Linked DNA regions of Mus musculus: all the other regions are linked to region 1. The links are chromatin contacts, called in public promoter capture Hi-C maps. All regions are on one chromosome and are shown on one strand. The core of a region is the stretch at or near the end of the contact, and the rest is flanking DNA. Distances in the headings are between cores, read along the strand shown.

What was found. Promoter capture Hi-C pulls out the DNA fragments that hold promoters and counts their contacts. Capture Hi-C pulls out chosen DNA fragments and counts their contacts.
Region 2: a promoter capture Hi-C map of liver shows a contact between it and region 1. The contact joins the promoter of Ipp here to the promoter of Btbd19 in region 1. A contact is called at or near these places in 1 of 39 promoter capture datasets (erythroid cells), 1 of 115 datasets of contacts at active chromatin or transcription factors (effector CD8 T cells) and 1 of 9 other capture datasets (liver).
Region 3: a contact with region 1 is called in a promoter capture Hi-C map of liver, with 3 times the contacts expected there. The contact joins the promoter of B4galt2 here to the promoter of Btbd19 in region 1. A contact is called at or near these places in 3 of 39 promoter capture datasets (hippocampal neurons, liver and pre-B cells), 1 of 484 Hi-C or Micro-C datasets (CD8 T cells) and 2 of 115 datasets of contacts at active chromatin or transcription factors (SST interneurons and effector CD8 T cells).

Annotation. Positions count from the first base shown.
Region 1 is chr4:117,123,653-117,127,131 of GRCm38.p6, reverse strand. It overlaps Btbd19 (BTB (POZ) domain containing 19), which reads left to right and starts at 1,474. Exons shown (of 8, transcript NM_001384196.1): 1 at 1,474-1,803; 2 at 2,992-3,193; 3 at 3,350-3,403. The coding sequence starts at 1,718. Tctex1d4 (Tctex1 domain containing 4) reads right to left here and starts at 319. Exons shown (of 4, transcript NM_175030.2): 1 at 274-319; 2 at 44-150.
Region 2 is chr4:116,505,425-116,508,905 of GRCm38.p6, reverse strand. It overlaps Ipp (IAP promoted placental gene), which reads right to left and starts at 1,357. Exons shown (of 9, transcript NM_008389.3): 1 at 1,256-1,357.
Region 3 is chr4:117,881,701-117,885,655 of GRCm38.p6, reverse strand. B4galt2 (UDP-Gal:betaGlcNAc beta 1,4- galactosyltransferase, polypeptide 2) reads left to right here and starts at 2,180. Exons shown (of 8, transcript NM_017377.5): 1 at 2,180-2,554; 2 at 3,839-3,880. It overlaps Atp6v0b (ATPase, H+ transporting, lysosomal V0 subunit B), which reads left to right. Exons shown (of 8, transcript NM_033617.3): 6 at 1-27; 7 at 362-552; 8 at 1,015-1,326. The coding sequence ends at 1,041. Gm12841 (predicted gene 12841) reads right to left here and starts at 2,106. Exons shown (of 4, transcript NR_168719.1): 1 at 1,941-2,106.

The DNA of each region.
Region 1 (3,479 bases), core at 225-2,724:
GAAGCTGGTTTCTGGGTTTCTTCAATAGCCAGAAGGGACAGACCCGACTCCATCACTCCCACAGCTCTCTGTAGCCTCAGAGGTAGAGAACTTAATCATCTTCCCTGCTCTGTGTACGGTGGGACTTTTCTCCCTCTCCACCGGCTGCATCTGGAGGTGGGAGACATGGGGAGAAGCAACTTCCATCGTCCTGCTTGGGTCTCTAACTCCTTCGGAATCACCTATGAGACGGATGCCCTCTTCCCCTGAAACTCCCGCAGGCATCTGACTCACCTGCAGCCTTTGGCCTCCAAGCTCTGCTGGCCCCACAGTCTTCACTGAGCTGGCCTGACAGGCCTGTGGGCGAGGAAGGCTTGTGTTGTGCAGTTACCATGGGGCTGTGGCAAGCACACCTCTCCCTCCCAGAAATCCTTCCCCTGGCCAAACTCTGGAATAACCTAAGTGTTCCTGCTATGGGCACCTGCAGAAAGGAGGGGCGCTCTGAGTTACCAGGGAGAGAGGGTCCACGGGGGCTTGGAGTTCTAGGGCATCACAGGCTAAGGGAGCCGGTGCCGAGAGAGGTGCACTGTTCAGAAAGGTCCTAGTTTCAGAGCCACTATTTCATATGAATCTCTCCCTGCCTCTTCACCCTTAGCTAGCCTCCTCTAATTCACAGGTCCACGAGAGGAAAACCCACCAGGGGGCCACTGGATCTGGCCTGGCCATCTGTGAATAAGTCACGGGGGGGGGGGGGGGCTGGGATATGCTAAAACCTTGAGATTGCGGGGGCAGCTTCTTAGGAATTTAGTATCTGGGCTCACAGGAAAGAGCACGTCATGGTTCAGCATTCTCCCCAGCAGCCTCAACAAGGACAAACATTTCCGCTTCAGGGCAGGGTGGGGCTTGGATGACTTCCTTAGTTCAGAGCTATGTGCTGAAGGGAGGCCTATTGGTTCAGCGGGAAGGACCCAGGCCTGGCATGGCCATGACTCAGTGATTCTAAGTCCGGTTTCTTAACCTTTGCTGACCTACTCACGTGTCTGGGACCTGTAGGCAGCACCTCTTTCCTTAGGGGGATTGCTTTTCGGGGCTGCCAGAGGCTGCGCTACTCCTGTTAGAACTGACACCTCACCTCCCCTGCTCTGGGAGGTGTGGGGCTGCCCCCTCCCAGGCAAGCTAAGTCTGAGCCTTGAAAACCACACTTAGGTTTGAGAATTTTCCCTGATGGGGTGATGTCTCGGGTGTTTCTAAAATGCAGCCGTGGGAAGGGATTAGAAAAGCAGAGGCCTTGGATTCTGAACTCAGTGTAGGCGGGGAGCCAGCCAGCACTAGGGCCCTCAGACTCATCTTAGGGCCCTTCTACTGCTGATTTTTTTCCCCCCCTGGGCGTATAGGGAGATGGGCGGGGCCTCCTCAGGCTCAGCTCCAGTTTCTATGGAAACCCACAGGCTTCCCACCCAGCTGCTGCCTGGGCAGATTCCCAACCTGGGCCTCATCCACCACCAGCCTCTCCCGGGATCATAGGCCTTTCTAGCCCCAGCTTCTTCTCTGGGTCCTGTCTGCATCTGCATCCCTTTCCTGAACCTCAGGCCTTCTTTAAGGACCTGGGCCTTTCTGCTCCTATATTTTAGCTCCTCGGCAAACAGGCCTCCAGCTCCTGCCCTCCCTCTCAGGTCTTTCTTGGCCTGGCTAGGCCTTCTAGACTGTTCCACCCTTTAACCTACTGCCCACTGCACTTATGGAGAACCCAGGACTGGTGGTACGTGGGCAGGCTGCACCCTTTTCCACAGCACTTCGAAGCCTCATCAACAACCCCCAGTACAGGTGAGGCAGTGGCCCCCTGGGGGGTTTTCCCTAGCTGGCCTGTGAATTTGAGGAGGCTAAGGGCAAGGAAGCCCGGGAAAGAACACTTGGCCTCCCTGGGGAACTCAGTCTGTGAGGAAGTCAGCTATAGAGGAAATTTACTTGTCTGTGGCCACACTACCCTGAGAGTCAGAGGCGGGGGTAGTGGCAGATAGAAGGGAGGGCAGCTGTGTGAACTCAGGCAATGCCTGAGTTCTCTGGCTTCTCCTCCACCCCCTCGGCCCTGAAAGATGGGTTATGATTTGATTCACCCCCATTGGGCTTTCGACTGAGCACTGGAACGTCTTATCTTGAAGAGACAGAGGTATGGATGGCTCTAGCGATTCATAAGAGGAACGAAGCCCAAAGGATCGAGCCGGAGACCCAGACAGGAAGTAGTTCAAGGTTTCCGACCACCCACTGCTTGCCCAAGAGACTAGTGCTGTCTGAAACCAGGAATAGAGTTCACTGGGGGCAGGGCTGGTCATGGGAGACAAGAACTCTGTTTCCCATCCCCAGACTCTCAGAGGCTGCCCTGCTCCCCAGGGTTAAGACTGCCATAATTCTCGGTTTTTTGAGGACAGGGTGCCACAGTCTGGCCTGAAGAGTGGAGCCTTAGGCAGGAGGCTTTGGAAGCTGAAGCGCTCGCTGCTGCCTCCTACCCCTACTTAACACAGAGGCTGGGGCCGGAAGTGATTATGAAGATGGAAAATGTGGTCTCACCTCATGATGGTGATCACTGTCATGTCTGTCTGCAGTCAGTGTGCTCTGTACCCCACATCCTCACACCCTCCCACAGGAAGAAGGGTAAAAATGCTGAGTTGGCATTTGGTGAAGGCGTCCCAAGAGGAGTGTCCTCTCCCCCAAGATTCAGACTGGGGAGACATCAACCTGGCTTGCATGAGCTCTGCTATCCCCCTACCCCCCCATCCCCCCGCCCCCTGTGAACCAAGCATAGTCCACTCCCTTGAGACCTGCCATCATGGCTGAAAAGTCTTAGAGTCAAAGATATAAAGTCACCGAGTGGAACTGAGACTAGAGCACAGGCTTGTGTCTTCCAGATGTAGGCTTTGACCTCACACAAAAAGAAGCCCTAGTGTGACAGAGGTAAAGCCAACAGTGTGATCTAGGTCTGAGATCCCCTCCCCTGGCCCTCCCTCTCTTCCACAGTGATATTTGCTTTGTGGTTGGTCAAGAACGGCAAGAGGTATTTGCCCACCGGTGCTTGTTGGCCTGTAGATGTAACTTCTTCCAGAGACTTTTGGGCCCTGGGGTACCTAGTCCTGTGGTGCTAAGCACTGTGCCTGCCGAAGCCTTCTTAGCTGTGCTGGAGTTCCTATACACCAACAGTGTCAAGCTGCACCAACACTCTGTGAGCCTACCAAGCAGAGGTCTGGGTGGGAGAGAAGATGAGGATGCCCGAGTCAGAAGGATGCCCATTATGCTGTGGGTTGAGGGGTGGGGGAAACTCCCTTCTGCTCCCTCAGCCACTCCCCTCTCCCTCCTCGCCCCCCCCCCCCCCCCGCAGGTGCTGGAGGTGCTGACAACAGCTGTGGAATATGGGCTGGAGGAACTTCGAGAGGTGAGTGTCTCAGGCAAGCCATCTTGTCTCCCTTGCCTTTCAGTTCATCGTCTCCTTCATAGTCTGACCTTCTCAC
Region 2 (3,481 bases), core at 108-2,607, 620 kb after region 1:
ATTCAGGCACCAAAGAAAACCAGTAATCAAAATGACAGAACTGTTGTAAGCTGATATTTTTAAAAAATTCAGTATATAGCATTCAGTCAAAATTATCAGTAAAAATGATCTGAAGGTGGGTGTGGTGGTGCAGAGGCAGGCAGATCTCTTAGCTCCAAGCCAGCCAAGACTGCATAGTAAGACCTTGTCATAATAATAATCTGATAATCATGACTATATAGACACTAATTTTGGGAGTTTTAAAGGAAGCCGCTAAAATTTACTTCAGCATGCACACAATGCATCTTACAAACAAGTGGCACATAAATACAATCTATTTCCCTCTATGTGGAAATTCGACCTATAGATGTTATTATACATGGCGTGGCTGTCAGACTTGTTGCTGCTCTGTATTCTCCCTGGCAGCAGATTCTGAACCCTCGCGGTGTGATTCTAGGCTACCTCCATTTCTCTCTTACTCAAGGTATTAAAGCACAGCCACAAGTCAAATGCCTCCTGTTACAACAAACAATTCACTTAATATTCACTTTGACAGTAGAGAGCCAGAATGTTTGTTGTCATCCTTCTCAGTAAATGTTGATGGCATTCCACTGCCAGTGGAGCACCTCATCCTAAACTGTGGCTTGGGAAATGCTTGTTCGTACAAACATGAAAAGTGAAGACCTGGGATTAGTGCATAGGGAGCTAAGAACTATGCTTCCATACAGTTTACTGGCTAACGATGGAGATAATCGGAGGGACTAAAGAGGACCTATGCTTTGATGGCCTGGATTTCCCGCTGAAGAGCATCTGAAAGTTAATTCAGTTAGAGGGCCAGAGCTCCAGCTGAGCATCAAAACAACTGAGACTCTTTGTGCTTGAGTTGGAGGCTGTAACTAGAACTCTGCCTAAACTGGTAGACACTAGAGGAAGAAAACCAACTCTGTGCTACTGACAGCGCGAGCCGGTAAGGAATTTCAGACTGGAGCCGGTAAGGAATTTCAGACTGGAGCCGGCAGAAGTCAGGGACAGGGTCCGGCCTTCGGTTTCCCCAGTGGGTGCTGGGAGAGCAGAGGCCAAGGCGCCGTGAGACTGGGAAGCTCCGGGACGCTAAAAACACACGGACGGTCAGAGCGCCTCCGGAGGCGACAGGACGAAAGCGGAGGAACGGTGCGTTCCAAAGCTCCAATCACTCGCTCTTCCCGGTCTGGAGAGCTGGACATGAGGAAGTTCCCAACCCTGTGAGAAACACAGACCGCACGCAGGCCTCGCTTACCCGCCGCGTCCCTTCCCGCCGGCGCCCTCCGGTGCTCTGCGCGCGCAGGCAGGCAGCGGAGGGGGCGGGGACAGTCTTTGGTGACAGGTGACTGCGAGTGCTGAAGGCGCAGCTTCGGCGCTGATGCGGGAACCTTCTACTGCGCGTGCTCCGCTTCTGGCCCCGCCTCCTCACAGCCACCGGCGTCGCTGGGTAAACCTGGGTAGCCGCTTGCTGGCCGCGGAGGCAGGTTCTTAAAAACCTCTCCCCTGCCTTGGGCTAGTGGACTTCCCTATTCCGCTCCATGCACATCTTCAATTCTTCAAGTGTCCCAGGCCAGGTACTGATCTCAGCGTCGAGGAAAATCACGTGCACCGTGCTTCTCTACCACCTTCCTTAGATCATTTCCTGAACCTCAATTTTGATACACTCCTGCCTACTTTGAAGTCAAGAATCAAAATGCCCACTTCTTTTTCAGTGTAGAGCATCATAATGTGTCCTGGTGCATTAGCAACGTCCAAACTTTTTTATAGTCTCCCCGCCCCACCCCAGGGTTTTCCGTGTAGGCCTAGCTGTCCTACAACTCACTCTGTAGACCAGGCTGGCCTCGAATTTAGAGATACACCTGCCGCTGCTTCCCAATTCTGGGATTAAAGGTGTGCACCACCATGCCCGACTGAGATTTTATTTTTTAAATGTGTGCCTCTAACCATAGGTTTGTATATGTAAAGGCTGTGCCCATGAAGGTCAGAAGATGGTGGTAGTTCCCCCTGATGCTGGAATTACAGGCTGGGAACAGCTCAGGTCCTCCTTGAGGGAAGTGGACTCTTTGCCAGGAGTTGTGGTGCACATCTATCATCCCAGCACTGGGAAGGCAGAGACAGGAGGATTTCTGTTGTGTACCTGGCCAGTCCAGTCTACTTAGTGAATTTCAGGATAGCTGGGGCTATGTAGAGAGACCCTTTCTCAAAAATAACAAGTAGTGTGCTCTCTTAGCCACATCATCTCTCCAACCCTCAAACTTTATGTTCCTGACCCATAGTGTACAAAAATATTTTACATCAAACACATACCATGTATTTGCATATTCAGATGTATAGCTAAGACAAAAATTTCACAAGACTATGCTTACATTTACTCCACATCTTCAATTTCTACTTTACATTTCATTATGAAAAGTGCAAAAAAAAATCTGCAAAAAGTGGCAGAAATTTAGAAAAGAGTAAAAGGAATTACTGGACCCCTGTCTGGTGCAAGGCTCAGCAATCACTGACCAATACTGGAAGGCTAGTTCCATGAAGATTTTCTATTGACTAAGCTATTTTATGGTGGAAGAAAAAAAAGAGAGATGGCTCAAACGATTAAGAGCACTGGCTGCTCTTCTAGAGGAACTGGGTTAGTTCTCAGCAACTACACGGCAGCTCACACCAGTTCCAGAGGATCACACAGCCTCACACAGACATACAAGCAGGCAAAACACCAATGCTCATAAAATAAGAATAAAAATTTAGAGGGCTGCCGAGATGGCTCAGTGGGTCCTGAGTTCAAATCCCAGCAACCACATGGTGACTCACAACCACCTCTAATGAGATCTGACGCCCTCTTCTGGTGTGTCTGAAGACAGCCACAGTGTACTTATGTATAATAATAAATAAATCTTTGGGCTGGAGAGAGCAGGGACTGACCAAGCAGGGTTGACTGGAGTGAGCAGAGGTCCTAAGATTCAATTCCCAACAACCACATGAAGGCTCACAACCATCTGTACAGTTACAGTGTACTTATACACATAAAATAAATAAATCTAAAAATAATTTAGAAGAAAAATACCAAAACATTACATTTTAGTGATACCAAGGCACTTTTGTCTCTTTTAACACATTTATTTAGATATTCCAGGTTCTTAGAAAATACAACATTCCTACAATGCCTGATGAGATTCTAAAATGGTGCAGTTACTATGTAAATTCTCTGGCAGCTCCTCAAAGGGTTAAATATAAAGTTACCATGCAATCTAATAACTGAATCCCTGCAGATATATATCCTAGAGAAATGAAAACAGATGATCATGCAAAAACTTGTTTATAAGAATGGTATAAGTTGATCACCATTATTCATAGCCACCACATGGGAATAGCCTCAATGACTATCAACTGATGAATGAATGAACTAAATGGGAACAAATGTGTGTGCATAAAACAGAGAATGATTTGACAATAAAAGATAAAGTTGTGCTCTATTTACTAGAGA
Region 3 (3,955 bases), core at 931-3,430, 760 kb before region 1:
CCATTGGCCATCGAAACTACCATGCAGGTAAGTGGGTAACATAGAGCTCACTCGGCATGGTGCTCTGGGCCTTTAACCCCAGTCCTGGGACGGGGGTAGCACCAAGTGAGTTAAGAGGCCAGCCAGCACTACATAATGACATAGTGAGACAGACACCCTACCACACATACACGCCTGGGCCTTACACACTTGCTTCTACCACACGTACACACCTGGGCCTTACACACTTACTCCTGCTTCCTGGCTCCATAGCTGAGAGTCTCAGCTCTGCAGAGTTGGGGTGGGACTGGCCCTGCTAGCCCACACTGGACCATTCCTCTCCTGCTTGCCTCCACCTCACGAGCTACTTCTTATCCTCCAGGTTACTCCATGTTTGGGGCTGGCCTCACAGTCGGTCTGTCCAACCTGTTCTGTGGAGTCTGCGTGGGCATCGTGGGCAGTGGGGCCGCCCTGGCGGATGCACAGAACCCCAGCCTCTTTGTAAAAATTCTCATCGTGGAGATCTTTGGCAGTGCCATTGGCCTCTTTGGGGTCATTGTTGCAATCCTTCAGGTGCGAGTCCCCCTAGAGAGGAACAGAAGTGCCTCCCTTTTTTCCCCTTCCCATCTCTTGGTCCCCCTTTGTCTCCTGCTCTAGATGCACGCATCTTTCCTAAGTCTCTCCATTAGCATCTCTTTCCTCGGCTGCCTCTGAAAATGTCTTTGTGGAGTTTCTGTCTCTCAGGGTCTGTGTTCTGTATGTATGACACACTTGTCAGTAGACTAGCATGTCTAAATTCATATTTTCCAGTGTGTGAGTTTGTGACTTGGGTGCTTGACTGGGCTGACTCTTGGCGACACTAACACTGTCCATGGGACTTGTCTTCTCTGTTGTACAGCTGAGCTCCTTTGTTACTGTCCATGTCTGTTTGTCTGTCATAGTGTGTCTGTCCGTCTGTCCACCCACTGGCCTGCTGGTTCTGGTCTTGTCACTGGTCACTGTCCCTGCCTGATTTGTCCTGTTTTTCCTTTGCAGACCTCCAGAGTGAAGATGGGTGACTAGATGACCTGTATGGGTGGGGCCGTGCCCTACTGTTATTTATTGCTGGTTTTCCTGGGACAGCTGGAGCTGTGTCCCTCAGCCTTTCTGGGGCTTGGTGTTCAGGGTCTCCCCTGCACTCACCTCTTGCTGCCTGTTGACTCTGGAGGCATTGCAGTCCAGACTGAACCCCAGTGTGGGGAGTGGGCTGCTGATGGTGACTGTGTACAGCTGTGCACCTGTGCCCCCCTCAACCCCCATCCAGCCCATCTTCCTAGTGTTTGTGAAATAAACTTGGTATTTGTCCCAGTCAGTGAGGCTTCTGTTGGCCCCTTGCGACACCTTTCACAAAGGAAGGGGAGGACCTGTTCACTCACTCCAACCTCCTGTAACTTTCTGTCTACACATCATCTCTGCTCTGGACCTTGCTGGCTCCTGGGTGGCAGATCAGGGTGCTAGGCTGGCTGTAATGCTGGCACCTCTTCATTGAAGAGTCTGGGCTCTGAGATCCTCCTAGCCCTATGTCTTTGGACCCCTGTGCACTAGACCCAAACTCACTACAGCTAATTCTCCTCTCTGTCGCTATACTCCTGAAACTCCCCGCACCTGGATTTTCCTGGAGAACAGTGTTTTACATTTGATAGTCCAGTATGAACACCTAACCCTTCCAGAAACCTCTTCTATGGTCTTAGTTCCTAGGGCCTTGTTCAGCTCCGCCTATTCCTATACAATTCTTGATTCCAACACCACCCTAAATCTTACCCAACCTGCTTTTACCTAATAAGTCCTTTTCAGTCAACACCTTTAGGGGTCTTACCCAGCAGGCAGCCCTGGTTGGCTGACCTTGACTCATGCTCCCAGGAAAGAGTTGGCAAGGCCCTAACCCTCTGAATTGCCCACTATCCAGACCCCGTCCCAAATACCTGAAGGGCCTTAGCCATCCGGCTCCTGGTCTCTTCCCATCCCTAAAGCAAGCTGATGGAGGAACCTGATGGATTCCTGCGTCCTTCCTGGGTCTCAGGCATCCGCAAACGCACCTCCCCGCTGGCTGGGCCGCGCAGGGCCAACGGCAGGGGCGGGCGGCGGAGCGGCGCGCGGCGCGTGCGGGCGCACTGGAGGCGGGGGCCGCGGGGGCGCGCGCGCGGGCGCGCCGGCCTGGCCTGCCCCTCCGAGGAGCCGTAGCGCGGGAGGGAGGCGGCAGCGCAGTGGTCCGTCGGTCCGCCGGTCCGTGGGTCTGCCGGGCCCCGCCCTGCCTCCCGGGGCGGCTCGGCTCCATGGCCCGCGGCGGCGGCGGGAGGTGGCCCCGGAGCCTCGGGGACCGCTGACCGGGCGGTGGGGCCGGGCCATGGGGGACAGAGCCGTCCACAGCTGCTGGAGCCGGGATCCCTACCCGAGCTGGAGCGGCGCCCCCTGCTGAGCCCCGAGCGCTGCGAGAGAGGAGGGCGCGCGCGGCCCCCCACCCAGGGCCCCGACATTCCAGACCCGGCCCGGCTAGGGGGCCGCCCGCGCGCCGTCACAGATCCCAGCCCAGGACCCGGTGAGCGAGGCACCGGCGCTGCCCCCGGCCTGGCTGCACCCCACCCTACCCCCATCCCGCTAGCCTCCTGGGCTCCGGCGTCCGCCCCCATCCGGCCTCCCTCATTGTCCTCGCTCGCCCCGGCCTTGTGTCTCGCAGAGGCGCTCGGCCCCGGCCCCACTTCCACATCCCCCACTGCATGCACCCCTCCCCAGGGCTCCACACCCACCTGTCCTACTGCCTCCCCCGTCCCGAGGTGCCACGTGTTCAGCCTCCCAGCCCCGCCCAGACGCACCCCTCAGTTTGGTGGCTAGCCTGACCCAGAGCCCCTGCCCTGGAGGGAGGGGTTGGGAATACTTGCACGTGGGTCTGGGTGTATGGCTACGCTTGTATAAGTCCGAGCCGCGGTTTGTTGATATATGTGGCTCCGTATGTTACTGTCACCCCAAGTGTGTCTAGCTCTATATGTAGGTCTCTGTGTGTCCCTTGAGTGTGGATGCCGACTGCTGGTACTAAAGCAGTCTATGTGATTTTGTGACTGTTTGAGATATTCTGCTCTCAGGAGCATGGCCAGAAGTATTTTTTGACCTTTTGGAACTACAGGGGAGACCTGGTTCGAGCAAGGGCACCCCCAGCCCCCACCACCTCTGCCAGTGTATGAACTTTACTCCTCTAGGGTCCAAGTGTACCCCATTTCAGGAATCAGAACTAGCTTTGCTAATCAGGCTCCAGAGCTAGCTAGCTAGCCTGAAATCTTAGGTGAGGGGCTCTCTATTGCTTGCCCCACGGGGTATGCTCTTGCCCCTTGTTCCAGTGGGAAGGACCTGTTTAAACATCTCTCCTTTTTGGGTGGAGGGCACTCTTGAGTGCTGAAGGCTCCTTCTCAGCCTGGTCCTAGTTGGCTAGGCCTGCTTGCTGTTGGGACCTGAGTGCTCAAACTGGCCATGGGTCTAAGTGACTTCCCTTCATGGCCCTCGGAAGGACTAAATGAAGTCATAGTATAAAGAATTCCTTACGTGATGGGCACTCAGTAAGTGATCCATTCTCTAAACCATGTGTCCTGTGTTGAGGATTCTGTCCTGTGATGTTGCTGGTCCCTGGGCCACAGGTGGAGCCTGTGGATAAAAGTGGTTTGGTGCCGAGGTACAGTCCTGGGTAATCAAATTCCCCTGTCTGTACTGTTGTGGGTATGCGTGCACGGAGTTGTACGGTGAGGGTTTATGTGTGTGGTTAGGTGGTTTGAGTGCTGGGGTGTGCCTAGGATAGCAGATACTGAGTTGCCAGCGCCTGTTGGTGTGTTTGCAGGTAGAACACAAACAAGCCCGTGAGTGTCAAGGTGTATGAAAGGTAAGTATGGATAAGGAGCTGGGAATGAGCAGCCAAGTCGGAAGCAGGTGGGGCTCATCACCTGTCCTAGTCTGA